2 separate regions of the Danio rerio genome follow, and region 2 is linked to region 1. A link is a contact called in public Hi-C data. All regions are on one chromosome and are shown on one strand. The core of a region is the stretch at or near the end of the contact, and the rest is flanking DNA. Distances in the headings are between cores, read along the strand shown.

Region 1 (7,728 bases), core at 1,556-4,055:
TAATAAATAATAATAAATTGGTGGGATTTCAAAGGGCCCTCTCCCTAGACGGGGCCCTGGGTAGTCAGGTCCACTTTTCTCCCCACTACCACGCCCATGTGTGTGTGTATTCATGAAGTATGTAAGTCTTAAATATGGTAACTTTTTGACTGTTTGCTTCCTAAATTCAGCTTCATTCATTCATTTTCCTTCAGCTTAGTCTCTATTCAGAGGTTGCCACAGTGGAACCAGCCACAGGATGACTTTTTTATCCATAACGATGTAGTAGCTGCTGATCGCTCATGCGGTGGTTCCTGGTGCAAGGATATATGGTTGCTGACACTCAACTAAGAACTATTCAAGACTCCAGCATGACTGAAAAAATGTCTGCAAACAAATTGCAAATAAATTCCATGATATATTCAAAAGAACAAATTCGGTGGAGTTTCGAGTAAGTACATACATATAGCATGTTCAAGAAACCATAACACACGAGGTGATCAAGGTTACAGGTTTTCAGCTTTCTTCAAAATGCCTTTTTCATGTTTAACAGAATAAAGCAACTCATAAAGGTTTGAAACCTCATCAGTAAATAGTCGGTAAATAAAAGTTTTTGGGTGAAGCATCTTGTTACGCAAGTCTATTTTAATCTTTTTTGTGTGTGTGTGTTTATACACTCACAGGCCACTTTATTAGGTACACCTGTCCAACTGCTTGTTAACACAAATTTCTAATCGGCCAATCACACGCCAGCAACTCGATGCATTTAGGCATGTAGACATGGTTAAGACGATCTTCTGCAGTTTGTGACAATAGGAACTAATAATATCTGTGTTGTGGGAGAGGGAACCTGTTTGAGTCTTGCACTGTCAATGTTGTGAGTAACAGAGAAGTTTTTTGGATTAAACTGAGTTAGACAGTTATCATGGTCTCAGTGAGTCTCTTTACTGGTGAAGAAAGTAACCTTTAAACACAGTTCAAACTGAGCATCAGAATGGGGAAAAAAGGTGATTTAAGTGACTTTGAACGTGGCTTGGATGTTGGTGCCAGACGGCCTGGTCTTGTTATTTTAGAAACTGCTGATCCACTGAGATTTTCACGCACAACCATCTTTAGGGTTTACAGAGAATGGTCTGAAAAAGAGAAAACATCCAGTGAGCTGCAATTCTTTGGGCGCAAATACATTGTTGATGCCGGAGGTCAATGGCCAGACTGGTTCCAGCTGATAGAAAGGCAACAGTAATTCAGATAACCACTTGTTACAACCGAGGTCTGCAGAAGAGAATCTCTAAACGCATAACATGTCGTACCTTAAGGCTGATGGGCTACAGCAGCAGAAAATTGGACAATAGAAGACTGGAAAAACATTGCCTGGTCTAATAAATCTTGATTTCTGCTGCGACTTTGGATGTTAGGGTCAGAATTTGGCATCAACAACATGAAAGCACAGATCCATCCTGCCTTGTATCATTGGTTCAGGCTGGTGGTGGTGGTGTAATAGTGTGGGGGATATTTTCTTGTCGCACTTTTGACCCATTAGTGCCAATTAAGCATTGTGTCAATGCCACAGGCTACCTGAGTATTGATGCTGACCATGTCCATCCCTTTATGACCACAGTGTGCCATCTTCCAGCAGGATAACGCACCATGTCTTAAAGCGTGAATCATCTCAGACTGCTTTCTTGAACTTGACAATGAGTTCACCATACTCAAATGGCCTCCACAGTCACCAGATCTAAATCCAATAGAGCACCTTTGGCATCCCTGCTGAAAAATCCAGCTTAAACCAGCCTAGGCTGGTTGGCTGGTTTTAGCTGGTTGACCAGGCTGATTTTAGAGGGGGTTTGGCCATTTCCAGGCTGGTTTCCAGCCATTTCCAGCCTGGACTTATCTTGTCAGGCTGGAAAATGACCAGCCAAATCCAGCAAAAACCAGCTTGACCAGCCTGGTTTAAGCTGGATATAGCTGGTTTTGGCTGGACTGCCAGCTTGGCTAGGCTGGTCAAGCTGGTTTTAGCTGGTCATCTCCCAGCCTGACCAGCTAAGACCAGGCTGGAAATGGCTGGAAACCAGCCTGGAAGTGGCCAAAACCCCTCTAAAACCAGCCTGGTCGACCAGTTAAAACCAGCCAACCAGCCTAGGCTGGTTTAAGCTGGATTTTTCAGCAGGGATGTGGTGGAACGGAAGATTGAATCTATGAGCTATGAATCTTCAATCTTCAAGCTCTGAGATAGAGACTAAGCCAAAGGTTAATTAATAAATGAATGTTTTCTTCTTAAGGCAGATTGCTGAAAACAGACATATTAGCGACATTTGTGGTTTGGTGTGAGCAACTTAGGACACCTCTACTTCTGAAGTTTCACTCACTTAGCAGACATGTTAGTGCTAAAATGCTTTGTGAAATAGCTACTTTAGAAATTAGTCCTGAATTTGGGCCCCATTATTTTTAAGATTAGGATTATCCCCTAAATCTGCAAGTTATGAGCTACTTTTTTCATTAAGGTATTTGTGAATCTCCGACATAGACTTGCTAAACATTAAGCGCATGCTAACGCTAAAAGAGGCTTCCTTCTCCATATGCAGAGCACATCACTACAGAGTTTATCTGCAGTAAACATTCCCATCCTCCACAGGTCTTGATGCCGTATGTGTGCCAGTTTTCTACAGTGGCAGTCTCTTTGGCTCTTTTCGTCTCTGTGTGCTAGTAGATGGAGCTGTTTAGGAAAGCTCAGGCCTGGTGTGAATCTGGCACAGGATCTGCTAGTGTTCAGTGGTACGCCAACACTAACATCTGCTCCATCAGTGGAAAGAAAAAAAAAAAAAACAGCTCTCCACGGCCTCTTCCACCCAACACTCAAGCTAATGACTGGCCACTCCTGTCATTAAAGCCTTATTACCTTCGTAGGACTCCATACAGAGAGCTGAGGAAAACCCTGGGAAGCCGCAGGGGACGGAGGTGCAAATGCAGTCGACTGTTAGATGGACGTAGTAATGGCTGGATGTTCTGACTGTGATGTAACTATATTCCCATATCTATTGAACACTTCTGGGAACTGTTTAGGCCGTCACATTGAGCTCATACACAACATCCGATAGCTGGAGCTAGCTTATGTGGCTCATTCTAGAGTAGACATAATAATATTATTTAATAATAAGGTGTAATATTCATCTTTTGTGTGTGTTTATTAAGTTAAATAAACCTTTACATGAAACTTTCGTTTCTATATTGTTTGTCATTTCAGTAATACAAAGTACATGTGTTACAATCACCAGCGATCTAGCCACTGCGGATTGCTGAAGAGCTACAAATCTGCAACCAAATTGACTACAAATCCTGTCATGCAGATTTCTCACACGTGTTCCAGTTTTCCCTGATGACACAGACACGCATCTGAAGCTAATTTTTTATTTATTACCTGGACTATTGACCTTATTCTCCGCAGACGAGCGGGCGCTGCCATTTGACCCTTTTTGGCACGAGACTTCCGGTCTCATTCACTTCCATTCATTTTTAGACATTAAAAACTGCTCGTTTCGCTGTTTGATGTTGCAAACTGATATTTCCTTGTTATATTATTCTACTTGGTCTGTATAGTCATGCAAACATTTGTTTGTAGAGCAAGTAGTTTGATCGTTTTTTGTCGTTTATTATTCCTTGTCATTTCTCCCATAGGCGACTGAAACGGAAGTTCTAAGACAATCGCGAAAACAGGCGCACTTCCGCATTTTAGAATAAGGTCAATAAAGACACTTCTCATTTCCACACACATTGCTGAGTCTTGTTCACTGTTTGTAGCATTATGAAGCGTTTATCCTATCTAGTCATTCCATGTTTGATCTTTGTCTGGTTTATTGCTCCTTTGTGCTTGTACTGACCACCCTCATGTTTGTTTTTTCACAATGATATTGGAATAACTTGTATGCTACAGTTTGCTCCTGTGTTTGACCATTGCCTGCATGACTATTCTTTGATTAATAAAACCTGCACACGGATCCTCAACTCCGTTGTTCAGCATCCTCACATTACAACATGCCGTGTCTGTATCTACGTTCTGGTCAACTCTGTTATAGTGGTTATAAAAAGGAATAGCAATCTATAAAGCACTGATAGAAAAAGCATGTGACCGTCTCCAAGTGATGTCATATCCTCTGGCACGAAACTCTGGAAGGCATTGAGGCCTGTCATTATTATTTTCCAGTCATTAATTTGTACAAAATGTTTAGGATACACTCTTAGTATGTACTTTTTGTATTAGGGTCAGTGCTTGGTCGGTTCACGTTCTCACCACAAACTAATGCTCTAGGGTTGATTTGAAAGCGAGACCATGTTGTTGAGCAGGTCTCAGTACTCTTGTTTGGTCTGCTTTTACTAGTACTATTGCCGTTTTCACACCTGCCCAAACAAATCATATCAAAAAGATAAACAAACTTTTTAACCAAACTAAATAAGGCAGGCGTAAAAGCTACTTGAAAAAAAATTGGTTTTCTTACTTAGAGTTTTGGACATTTTTTTCCACACCAAATATCTAAAAATATTTAAATCAATAAGATTTAACTAGACGAGCAAAAATATTGTCTTGTTTTGAGAAATAATATGCCAAAATAAAGTGAGTTTTTCCTTAAACCAAGCAAATAAATCAGCGAAAGGGGCAAGGAAAATACGATTAGATGATTAATCTTAAAATAAGATAATTTTTCTCACCCCATTGGCAGATTCACTTAATTTTGACTTATTATTTCTGAAAACAAGACAATATCTTTAATTCTTCTTGATTTAAGTAATTTTAGATATTTTGACTTGAAACAAGACAAAAACTCTTAATGAACTCTTGCAGTGAAAGCACCCTTACAAGTTCGTGATGTGTGCTGATGCGTCCGCTTTCAGTTTTTGCTACTGTTTTAGATGAATAGGTGTAAATACTTGTAAAATAAATCTGTGCACAACAGATTTGACTTGATTGATTTATTGCTTGGACAACATGTGGAATAGAAAAGGACTTTAATCTCGACTGTTAGCTCCATTAGCATGTATATCTCCTTTATCCTGCTGTTCTCAGTCTGTTCCCGTCAATCATTTTTATCAACGTTTTAAAGATCAATTTGATTCGTCTTGCCCTTTAATAAAACACAAATGGAAACAAAGAATCATTTAAAACAAAATAGCAAGAATGTGGAATAGTTATGATTTTATAGGGCTTGTAGCCTGTGATATAATGATCTATGAATGTTCTTAACACATTTTTTAAAATGCAATATTTTCTGGCAGCAATTGTAATTGTCTATCAAAAACACTGTTGGTTTTTTTAACATGTTTTAAATCATAAAAGGTTTAATAAGCTATTTCCAATAACTCATTTCCTTTGTCTTTGCCATAATGACAGTACATATTTCAGTATTATTTATATATTTTATTTTGCAAGATACAAGTATTCAGCTAAAAGTGCCATTTAAAGCCTTAACTTGGTTAATTGGGTTATAGGCAAGTTAGGTTAATTAGGCAAGTCATTGGACAAAATGCTTAATAATTCCAAATCTTAGCAGAATTTTACCTTTTTGAGATAGATAGATAGATAGATAGATAGATGGATGGATGGATGGATGGATGGATGGATGGATGGATGGATGGATGGATGGATGGATGGATGGATAGATAGATAGATTTATAGACGATAGATAGATAGATAGACAGATAGATAGATAGATAGATAGACAGACAGACAGACAGACAGACAGACAGATAGATAGATAGATAGATAGATAGATAGATAGATTTATAGACGATAGATAGATAGATAGATAGAACAATGGATAGATAGATAGATAGATAGATAGATAGATTTATAGACGATAGATAGATAGATAGATAGATAGATAGATAGATAGATAGATAGATAGATAGATAGACAGATAGACAGATAGATGATAGATAGATAGATAGATAGATAGATAGATAGATAGATAGATAGATAGATAGATAGATAGATAGATAGATAGATAGATAGATTTATAGATAGATAGATAGATAGATAGATAGATAGATAGATAGATAGATTTATAGATAGATAGATAGATAGATAGATAGATAGATAGATAGATAGATAGATAGATAGATAGATAGATTTATAGATGATAGATAGATAGATAGATAGATAGATAGATAGATAGATAGATAGATAGATAGATAGATAGATAGATAGATAGATAGATAGATAGATTCATAGACGATAGATAGATAGATAGATGGATGGATGGATGGATGGATGGATGGATGGATGGATGGATGGATGGATGGATGGATGGATAGATAAATAGATAGATAGATAAATAGATAGATCCAACCTAAAAGAAATAAGACTTTCAGCAAGAAAAAAATAAGTAAAGTCAGTGGAAATAACAGCACATGGAATATGAATAAAAATTCCACAGGATGCTTATAATTTTGTCTCCATCTGTACATGCATAGTTTGTTTAGCTTCTTTTTCGCACCAGTTTACAGTACGCCACTGCTCAGATGTTCCCCAAGCTGACAAACACCAACTGAACACACAATCAGCAAAACAAGCGTCAGCAGACATCAACAAACATCAACAGGTGTACACCACTCTGACAAATCCTGGAAGAGCATCTGTTGCCGCTGGTCAATGTTTGATGTTTGGCTTTAAAGTTAGATGAGCGCAGGGGAAAACACAGTGCTTTCAGGCGGCCTCGTCTTTTATTCACCAAATGTTCATGTCCACGCAAAAAGTGAGGATGTAGGAGTTCTTACAACCATGAAAACAGAATATTACTGTACATCATAGCTCCTAGTGCTGAGCTAACTTGCAAATGGGGATAACTAGTGATGAGAGAAACAAAGCTTTTCAAAGCATCAAAACAATTAAACCAATTGCTTCGCAACAAGATTCACAGTTTCAAGCAGTCAAACAATTCCGGCATATGTTTTACACAGTGGATGCCCATCCAGCAACAACCCAGAACTGGGAAACATCCAAACACTCTTGCATTCACACTTGTACACTGCGGACAATTTAGTTAATCCGATTCACCTATAGAGCATGTCTTTGGACTGTGGGAGAAACCGAAACACCTAGAGGAAACCCACACGAACATGGGAAGAACATGCAAACTCCACACAGAAATGCCACTTTGGCCAGCCGAGACTCGAACCAGCAACCTTTATGCTGTGAGGCGACAGTACTAACCACTGAGCCACCGTGCCACCACATAGTGTGCATTATAATAGTTGGTGGGCTCTGCTAAAAAGCAGTGGCGTAGCGCAAAATGCGGTGGCCCCCCTGCAGGGATCACTGACGGGGCCCCCTGATGTATTGGTGAAGCGATCACAAATTAAGGAGCGATCACAAATCAAGGAGCGGGGAAGGCAGGCGGGGTGGAGCGACAACGCGGGGAAACTTTCACAAACTGAGGAGCGATCACAAACCGAAAGTGGCGAGAGCGTCAAAGTAGCCAGAAGTCATTCATTTTCAATGAGAACCGGCACGAGAAACAGCGCGGCACATCTTCTCCGGTGTGTGAGCGTCAAGGAGAGATCAAATCAAGTCAACTTTGAGCTACGATATGACGCGGTTCGGCGGCAAGCAATCAGAAAGCAATCGGCGGCAAGCAACCTGTTTAGCAGTGGTGTAGCGGACGGGCAATGCGGGCCCGTCCGCTACGCCACTGCTAAACAGGTCAGACAGAAAAATCATTAGGCCAGATCTTGCCAGACTAGGTCCAGTGTCTTTTGCCA
Region 2 (7,728 bases), core at 2,737-5,236, 230 kb after region 1:
TCAAACTCAATTTACCTGGGGGCCGCAGAAGGGCAAAGTCTGGGTGAGGCTGGGCCGCATAAGGGATTTCACAAAAAAAAAGTCCTCAAATGTCATAATTAACAGTTTTAATTATTTCTTCTGAACATGAAGTGTCCTGAACATTAATAGAACATTGAGTGAAGATTATGAACAGTTCTTCTGAACATGGCATCTTTTGCCTACTCCTTGCTGCCAGAGACTTGACAGTGCTTCTTCTCACAAATCTTAACCACATTTGGCTTTACAGCGGAAGCAGTTGAGACCCTCAGTATGGCTTGGGGGAACTCACTCAAAGCTTCCATTCCCTCACCCACTGCAGAGTGCATGCGCGCATACTGAAGAGCAGTGTTATCGTGCGCGTACTGATCAGCTGTGTTGTCGCGCGCGTACTCAAGAGCTGTGTTGTCGCGCGCCTACTGAAGGGCGGGACCGAAGGTGTGCCACGTCGCGGGGGCACTTTTGATCATTTTGGAAGGGCACTTTCTATCCAAGACTAAAAAGGGCATGTGCACTGCACAGGTTGAGCCCTATGTGTGCATGTGCCTGCCCTCACCTAAAAAAAGGCGTATATATGTATAAATAAAACACCCCCACCCCACTCCAGTCACATCAGTCTGTACCAGTCTGTATCTACCTATAATATATATAAGATGCAGGCTGTAGCTAGGTAGGTGGCAGGCTGCAGATAGGTAGCTAAGTGGCAGGCAGGGGCGGGAACAGCTTACCTTGGTTCTGGCCGGCGCGAGTTCCCTCCTAACACTTCCCGCCCGTCACAGCGTCTAACAAAGGGCCGGGGTGCGTGGTGACGTCACCGGCATCACTGCCCCTTTGTTTACACGGCGGGCGGGGAATGCCATTAACCGCTGTGTACGGATAGAATCAGCGGAGCGGGGAGCGCTCTCTCTCCCCGCTCCGCTGATTCTGTCAGTGTACAGTGGTCGGCGCGGGCCACAAAATATTGCACTGAGGGCCGCAAATGGCCCGCGGGCCGCGAGTTTGAGACCCCTGACTTATCCATTGGCGCCCCCCTCCTCCCAAACACACACACACACACACACACACACACACACACACACATATATAATATATATATATATATATATATATATATATATATATATATATATATATATATATATATATATATATATATACAGTATATATATAAAGACACAGACAGATGTCAGACTGTTAACTCACTTTTATCATCATTTGCATGAAAGTGCAATTATTTACAGAGAAATAACAAGTATTTTAATATAACGTTTTTAAAACTAGGATGATGGTTCAATATGAATAGAACAGATCCAAGAACTGTCCATCCCAGTCAAAAAAGTCGAAGTTTAGCGAGTCTCATGCTGTCATTAGCCAAAATATCTTGACAAACCACACATAAAGATCGTGGTTCATCAGCTGGTCCTGCCCACGTAAATCCTAAACTCAAATACTGATCATCATATCGTCGTCTTTTGGGTTTAAGCCCTGAACTTTAAGGCTTTGAATCGAGGGGTCTCAGAAACCGATCCATTGTATTAGCAGGCATATACCAGTATTGGCGGGCTTGCCAAACAGAAGCGAATTCACAGCTATGGCCTTCTGGGTAAAAAAGGTTTTCTTATTTTAGACGTATTATTTTTTTTTTTAGCTTTGTTTAATTAAACGTTTAAATATAATAAAAAATACATATAATAATTCAACTTAATAATTATATTTTTATTATATAATATTTTTTCCCGCGCCTCCCCTGACATGCTCTGGCGCCCTCCAGGGGAGCCATGCGTCTCACACTTTTAAAACCCCTGAGTTAGACTAACTGTAAAGCATAACCGAGTGTATTTACTTGAGATACTCCGCAATGATGGATATTTTAAAAACAGCTTGTGCAGGCTATTTGATTTGTTCACACACTGTCTCGGTTATATTGTGTGATGGAAAGATTGTGCGGGCATTATGAGTCCATTCATCATGATTTCGCCTATCCCAGCTTCTGTTACTACATGTACAAGTGTTTCAATGATGAAGACTGTTTAAATGTAATATTTTCTTCCAGACGAGCTTGGTTAGCCTACCTTTGACAGGATGGTTGTTGCGGTAGTGCCGAAATAAGGGGCTGTCCTGGGAAAATTGGGACATCTGTTGACCCTTACGGGTGACTAAAACAGGGCTGTTCAGTATTCTGATTGGGCTACAGCCACTCTGAGCCCCAGTTTTGCTCCGGTGTCACTGTTTTTGAACAGCAGCGAACCGAAAGGAATACTTCACATTATCGATGAGCAAAAGCATAATGCAAAGAGGGGTTTCCTGTCGTCATAGCGCAAATGAATTCTTCAGCCAATCAAGGACCCCCTTCTTCCGTCAGCCCCACCGAGCCCTTACGTTAATCCGGCCCTGTTCTCGGGTGGGCTGTGGCATTGACACAAAGCTAAATTGGTACAAAGGGGGCCAAATTCTGACCCTAGCATCCGAATATGACAGCAGAAAACAAGATTCATCAGACGAAGCATCATTTTTCCAGTCTCCTATTGCCCGATTTTGGTGAGCCTGTGTAAATTGTAGCCTCAGTTTCCTGTTCTTAGCTGAGTGGAGTCGCACCCAATGTGGACTTCTGCTGCTGTAGTGCATCTGCCTCAAGGTTGGACGTGTTGTGTGTTCAGAGATCCTATTCTGCATACCTCAGTTGTAACAAGTTGTGTTCTCCTCTGACTTGTGGCATCAACAAGGCATTTGCTTCCACAGAACTGTGGACTGGATATTTTCTTTTTTTCAGGCCATTCTCTGTAAACCCTAGATATGGTTGTGCGTTAAAATCCCAGTAGATCTAACAATTTCTGAAACACTCGTCAGCCTGTTTGGCACCAACAACCATGCCACGTTCAAAGTCACCTAAATCACAATTCTTCCCTATTCTGATGTTCGGTTTGAACTGCGGCAGATCGTCTTGACCATGTCTACATGCCTAAATGCATTGAGTTGCTGCCATGGTATTTCTCAATTGTTTTCTAAGTAATTACATTAGCATGTAACATCTTTAAAATTTAAAATTAAACATTTTAAAATTGTTATTTTAATGTGGCAACAATTGAAATTTTAAACCTTTATTTTATATAAAGCAACATCATATCCACGTTTCAATGAATAAATCTCTGACAGAGACTCTTCCCCACCCCATCAGCCAATCACTGTGTGTAGTTATTAATAATGATAACATTTTTGTAACAGATTAATAATTCTTTATTCCTCAGTAAACGGTTTTAAGAGAAAACCCTTGGCTAAAAACTTTCACTGCTATTTAGGAAAAGTACTCTTAGGTGGTAAGATTACATGTTTTGTGGATACAGGCCCTGATTTTCTTGCATAAAGCACTAAGAAAATAAAAGTGGCTTGACCTACACGTTGTTTTTACACATACATGTTGTCTTGTGCTGTTTTTAAGAGAGGTTGGAGCTACAAATGCCTGTGTGACAGCATAGTGGCAGATTTAACAACAAGACCAACGTCCTATGCCAGTGGTCACCAAACTTGTTCCTGGAGGGCCGGTGTCCTGCAGATTTTAGCTCCAACCCTAATCAAACACCCCTGAACAAGCTAATCAAGGTCTTGCTAGGTACACTTGAAACATCCAGGCAGGTGTGTTGAGGCAAGTTGGAGCTAAACCCTGCAGGGACACCGGCCCTCCAGGACCGAGATTGGTGACCCCTGTCCTATGCTAATGAGGGAGAGATCGTCACTGAGTAAAAGAGATTTCAGACCTAATAATGTTCAAAATATGGAAAATACTGTTATTTTACAGTTATTTATTCTGAAGTCATGCAGATAAATTTATCTGCGGTTGTCCGCGGTGGTCAGTGAAGTACAGGTGAGCAGGAGTGAGTTTGACCGGGGCTGCTGCAAGACTGATGTTTATTCCCCATGGAGCAGCAGGTTTTCTGAAGGCCGCTATATTTGCACAGCTCTCGGCCAGTGTTTACTCAGTGCTGCAGGGTTGTAAACAGCTCCTTCAGAGAGAGAGAATCAGCACTACACACTCTCTCACATACAGTCTCCTCTCAGGTATTTCTATGAGCTGCTGCAATATCACATTCGCTCTTACATTTGACTTACTTTAACATACGTTTTCACAATCAGGCTGTGATTTCATATCATAACCATAAAAAACAATTCTAAGAAGCATGTCAAAATGCATAATGTGAACAGAATAACAATGATTTAACTATGATTAAATGTATAAGAAAGTTATTGGCAAAAGTCAAACAGTGATAGTAAGGTTAACAGCATTCACATGGGGGAAAAATGGACTTATATATCGAGTTTGAGGTGACGCAGTAGTGTTAGTAGTGCTGTTGCCTCACAGCAAGAAGATCACTGGTTTGAGCCTTGGCTAGCACAATTAGCATTTCTGTGTGGAGTTTGCATGTTCTCCCTGCGTTCGGGTGGGTTTTCTCCGGGTGCTCCGGTTTCCCCCACAGTCCAAAGACATGCAGTATAGGTGAATTGTTTAGGCTAAAATGTCCGTAGAGTATGAGTGTGTATGGATGTTTCCCAGAGATGGGTTGCAGCTGGAAGGGCATGCGTAAAACATATGCTGGTTAAGTTGGCAGTTTATTCCGCTGTGGGTTGCAGCTGAAAGGGCATCCGCTGCGTAAAACATATGCGTAAAACATATGCTGGTTAAGTTGGCGGTTCATTCCGCTGTGGCGACCCTGGATTAATAAAGGGACTTAGCCAAAACGAAAATGAATGAATGAATATAGAGTTTGAGTCCAGTTTAAGTCTAGTGCTGTGTTCACACCAGACGCAGAACGCGCCGATATATCGCGTTATTCGCGCGTAAATAGCCACGTGAACATTTGCGTTTACTCGCTTCATTCGAGTGTCAAACCCCGCTTCATTCGCGCATCAAATCCGCTTCATTCGCGCATCAAATTTACTTTAGAACAGACGTGGATTCTCGTGATGGGCAGGGCTTCTGTCTGCCTGGTGACTGTAGCTTCGTTGCTAAATGGATAACAAATCAAATCAAATCACTTTTATTGTCACATCATCAGCAGCACGTGTGCTATGATGAGTGAAAAGCTTAGGTGCTGGCTTCGGACAGTACAAAATACAGACAGTGCAAAATACAGACAGTGCAAACACAATGACAATGTAAAATTGACAGCGATATGTATAATGAATAGGTGTCCACATAGTTGTTGGCAGTATTGTTTTAAGTATGGATTGGTTATAGTGCGGTGCATGCTACATACCGATGGTGTGCAGTAAGGGTACGGAAGAGTATGTGTGGAGTGTGTTAAGTTTTCATCAGCCTGATAGTCTGAGAGAAGAAGCTTTCCTTCAGCCGGCTGGTGCATGACCGGATGCTGCGGAACCGTCTGCCTGAGGGTAGCAAAGAGAGAAAAGTCTATGGCTTGGGAGGCTGGAGTCACTGATGATTATCTTGGCTTTCCTTCTGCACCGCCTGGTGTAGATGTCCCGGAGGGAGGGAAGCTCACCTCCTACTACGCGTCCAGCAGTTCGCACAATCCTATGTAGGCCTTTGTGATTGCTGCTGGTGCTATTTCCATACCAGGTGGTGATACAGCCAGACAGGATGCTCTCCACAGTGCAGGTGTAGAACGAGCAGAGGATGTGGGGGTTCATTCCAAACCTCCTGAGACACCTGAGGAAGAAGAGGCATTGTTGTGCCTTCCTCAGCACTGCGTCTGTGTGAGCAGTCCATGTCAAATCCTCAGCGATGTGTACTCCAAGAAATTTAAAAGTGCTGACTCTCTACACTGGTGTCCTGTTGATGGTGATGGGGTTGTGTTCTCTCTTCTCTCTCCTGAAATCCACCACCAGCAAGATGGAGCCAAGCATGGCCGCTGTATTGCGAGCTCCTAGCAAACTTTGTTGTGTTTTGTGTGTTTTACTTGTATTGTTGTCGTTTTTCATGCTGGATGTACACACTCTCATTGCCTACAACAGACACACACTTTGGGAAATTGTCTCCCTCATTGCACATCGAAGACTGGACTTTGAGTTCTTTAACGATGCTCTGTTTACAGACACAGCAACAGAGCCCTTTGTCTGGGTCACACAACTGAAGCGTAGAAGGAAACGTAGCTGGAAATGAGGAAAGAGATCCGACGTCCTCGTCAGACTGAGACGCCATGGATTTCGACCTCCGCTCCCCACCATTCTGCTGGCTAACGTTCAGTCACTGGACCACAAACTTTGCGAGTTACCTTCCAACGGGAAACAAGAAACTGATGCATTATCTGCCTTACAGAAACCAGGCTATCTGCGGAGGTACCAGACACAGCTGTTGAACTTTCGTGGTTCTCCGTGCACCACATTGATAGAACGAAAGAACTCACAGGGAAAAGCAAAGGAGGAGGTGTGTGTTTCTTTATTAACAACTCATTATGTAATGAGAGGAACATAAACCCAGTTAGATCATTTTGTTCTCCTGATCTGGAATACCTTATGCTTCGGTGTCGGCCATACAGGTAACCAAGAGAGTTCACAGCAGTTATCATTACGGCTGTCTACATGCATCCTCAAGCCAAAACAGAGCAGGGGCTCAGGGAACTGTATGGGAGCATAAGCGAGCAGGCAACCACACACCCGGAGGCAGCGTTTATTGTTGTATCATTTTCACTAATTTAGGGACGGGAAAGTCGGCTTTGCACCGTGGCGCATGGTCTAAAAGGGTTGAGTTTATTTTCTTAATGAGTTATAGGTGTGTTTTGAGAATAAACCAATCAGAGTCTCATCTTCCATTCCCTTTAAGAGTCAGCTGCGTCACGCCAAGAGCGCATTTGCTATTTACATGTCGTAAAGTAAGTTCACTTTCGATTTTGCTCTCGTGGATTGGGAAACCTTACCGCACAGACATCAATTAGCCTATAAATAATTAATTTTGTTTGTTAAGCGCAAATATTTGTTTCAAAACTATTTCTAAATTCAGTTATAATTTCCAGCAAATTAATAAATGAACAATAATAACAAAGTGTGGTCAAAATACTGAGTTATTTCCAAATACACCTGCTATGCCTCATCTGGTCTAAAACCTGACAGGTGGGCAAATCTAGGCTTGTTTTTAATAAAACAAATATAAATATGGATATAATAAGTAATACTTCTAATAATAATACCATTATACAAAAGCAAATTGAATGAACTGAAAAATCCTCTTGAGATGAAGAAAGTAAAGGCAGTGGTTTTTAAATTCATGTAGGCTAGAAATTAATATGTTTTGTAATATTTTAATAATTTATATTTATATCCTATATATATCCTTATTATATATATCCTTAATATATTATATCTTTTTCATATGTAAAGATATTTGCGTATTGCTCTACATCTTGTGTGTAGTGTGTAAGCCAGGCGCACTTTGCGCCAGACAATAAACCGACTTTGTTCTGGTCTAAAGAACAGACTATTTACAGTCTCTCAAAATAGCAATTTGCCAAAACACGCCTGCTTCTTTAGACCAGAACACCTATGGGCGCACATATGATTGCAAATGCATTTGCTATTTAAACAGCGTGGCGCAACACCTCAAAATGACCCTTGCGCCGAGCTGAAAGTAGCAAAAGACTATTGCGCCACGCCTTGCGCCACATTGCGCCGGGTGTATATGATAGAGCCCAATATCTCAAAATCATTTAGAATGCAGATAGAACCTTATAATTGTAAGGCAAATATATATATATATATAAA

The links. Hi-C and Micro-C count contacts between places; a contact is called where the count stands out from the background.
Region 2: a contact with region 1 is called in a Hi-C map of an unstated tissue, with 2.2 times the contacts expected there. The contact joins two enhancer-like sites. A contact is called at or near these places in 1 of 18 Hi-C or Micro-C datasets (an unstated tissue) and 1 of 4 datasets of contacts at active chromatin or transcription factors (caudal fin).

What each region holds. Positions count from the first base shown.
Region 1 is chr3:61,134,581-61,142,308 of GRCz12tu, forward strand. No RefSeq gene overlaps it. Among named protein-coding and RNA genes, the nearest start is that of hid1a, 39 kb to the left of the region's middle. Within about 2 kb of position 2,806, at least 8 of the 62 cell types and tissues checked have an H3K27ac peak or open chromatin away from gene starts, as enhancers often do.
Region 2 is chr3:61,359,450-61,367,177 of GRCz12tu, forward strand. No RefSeq gene overlaps it. Among named protein-coding and RNA genes, the nearest start is that of trnam-cau, 7.1 kb to the right of the region's middle. Within about 2 kb of position 3,987, at least 5 of the 62 cell types and tissues checked have an H3K27ac peak or open chromatin away from gene starts, as enhancers often do.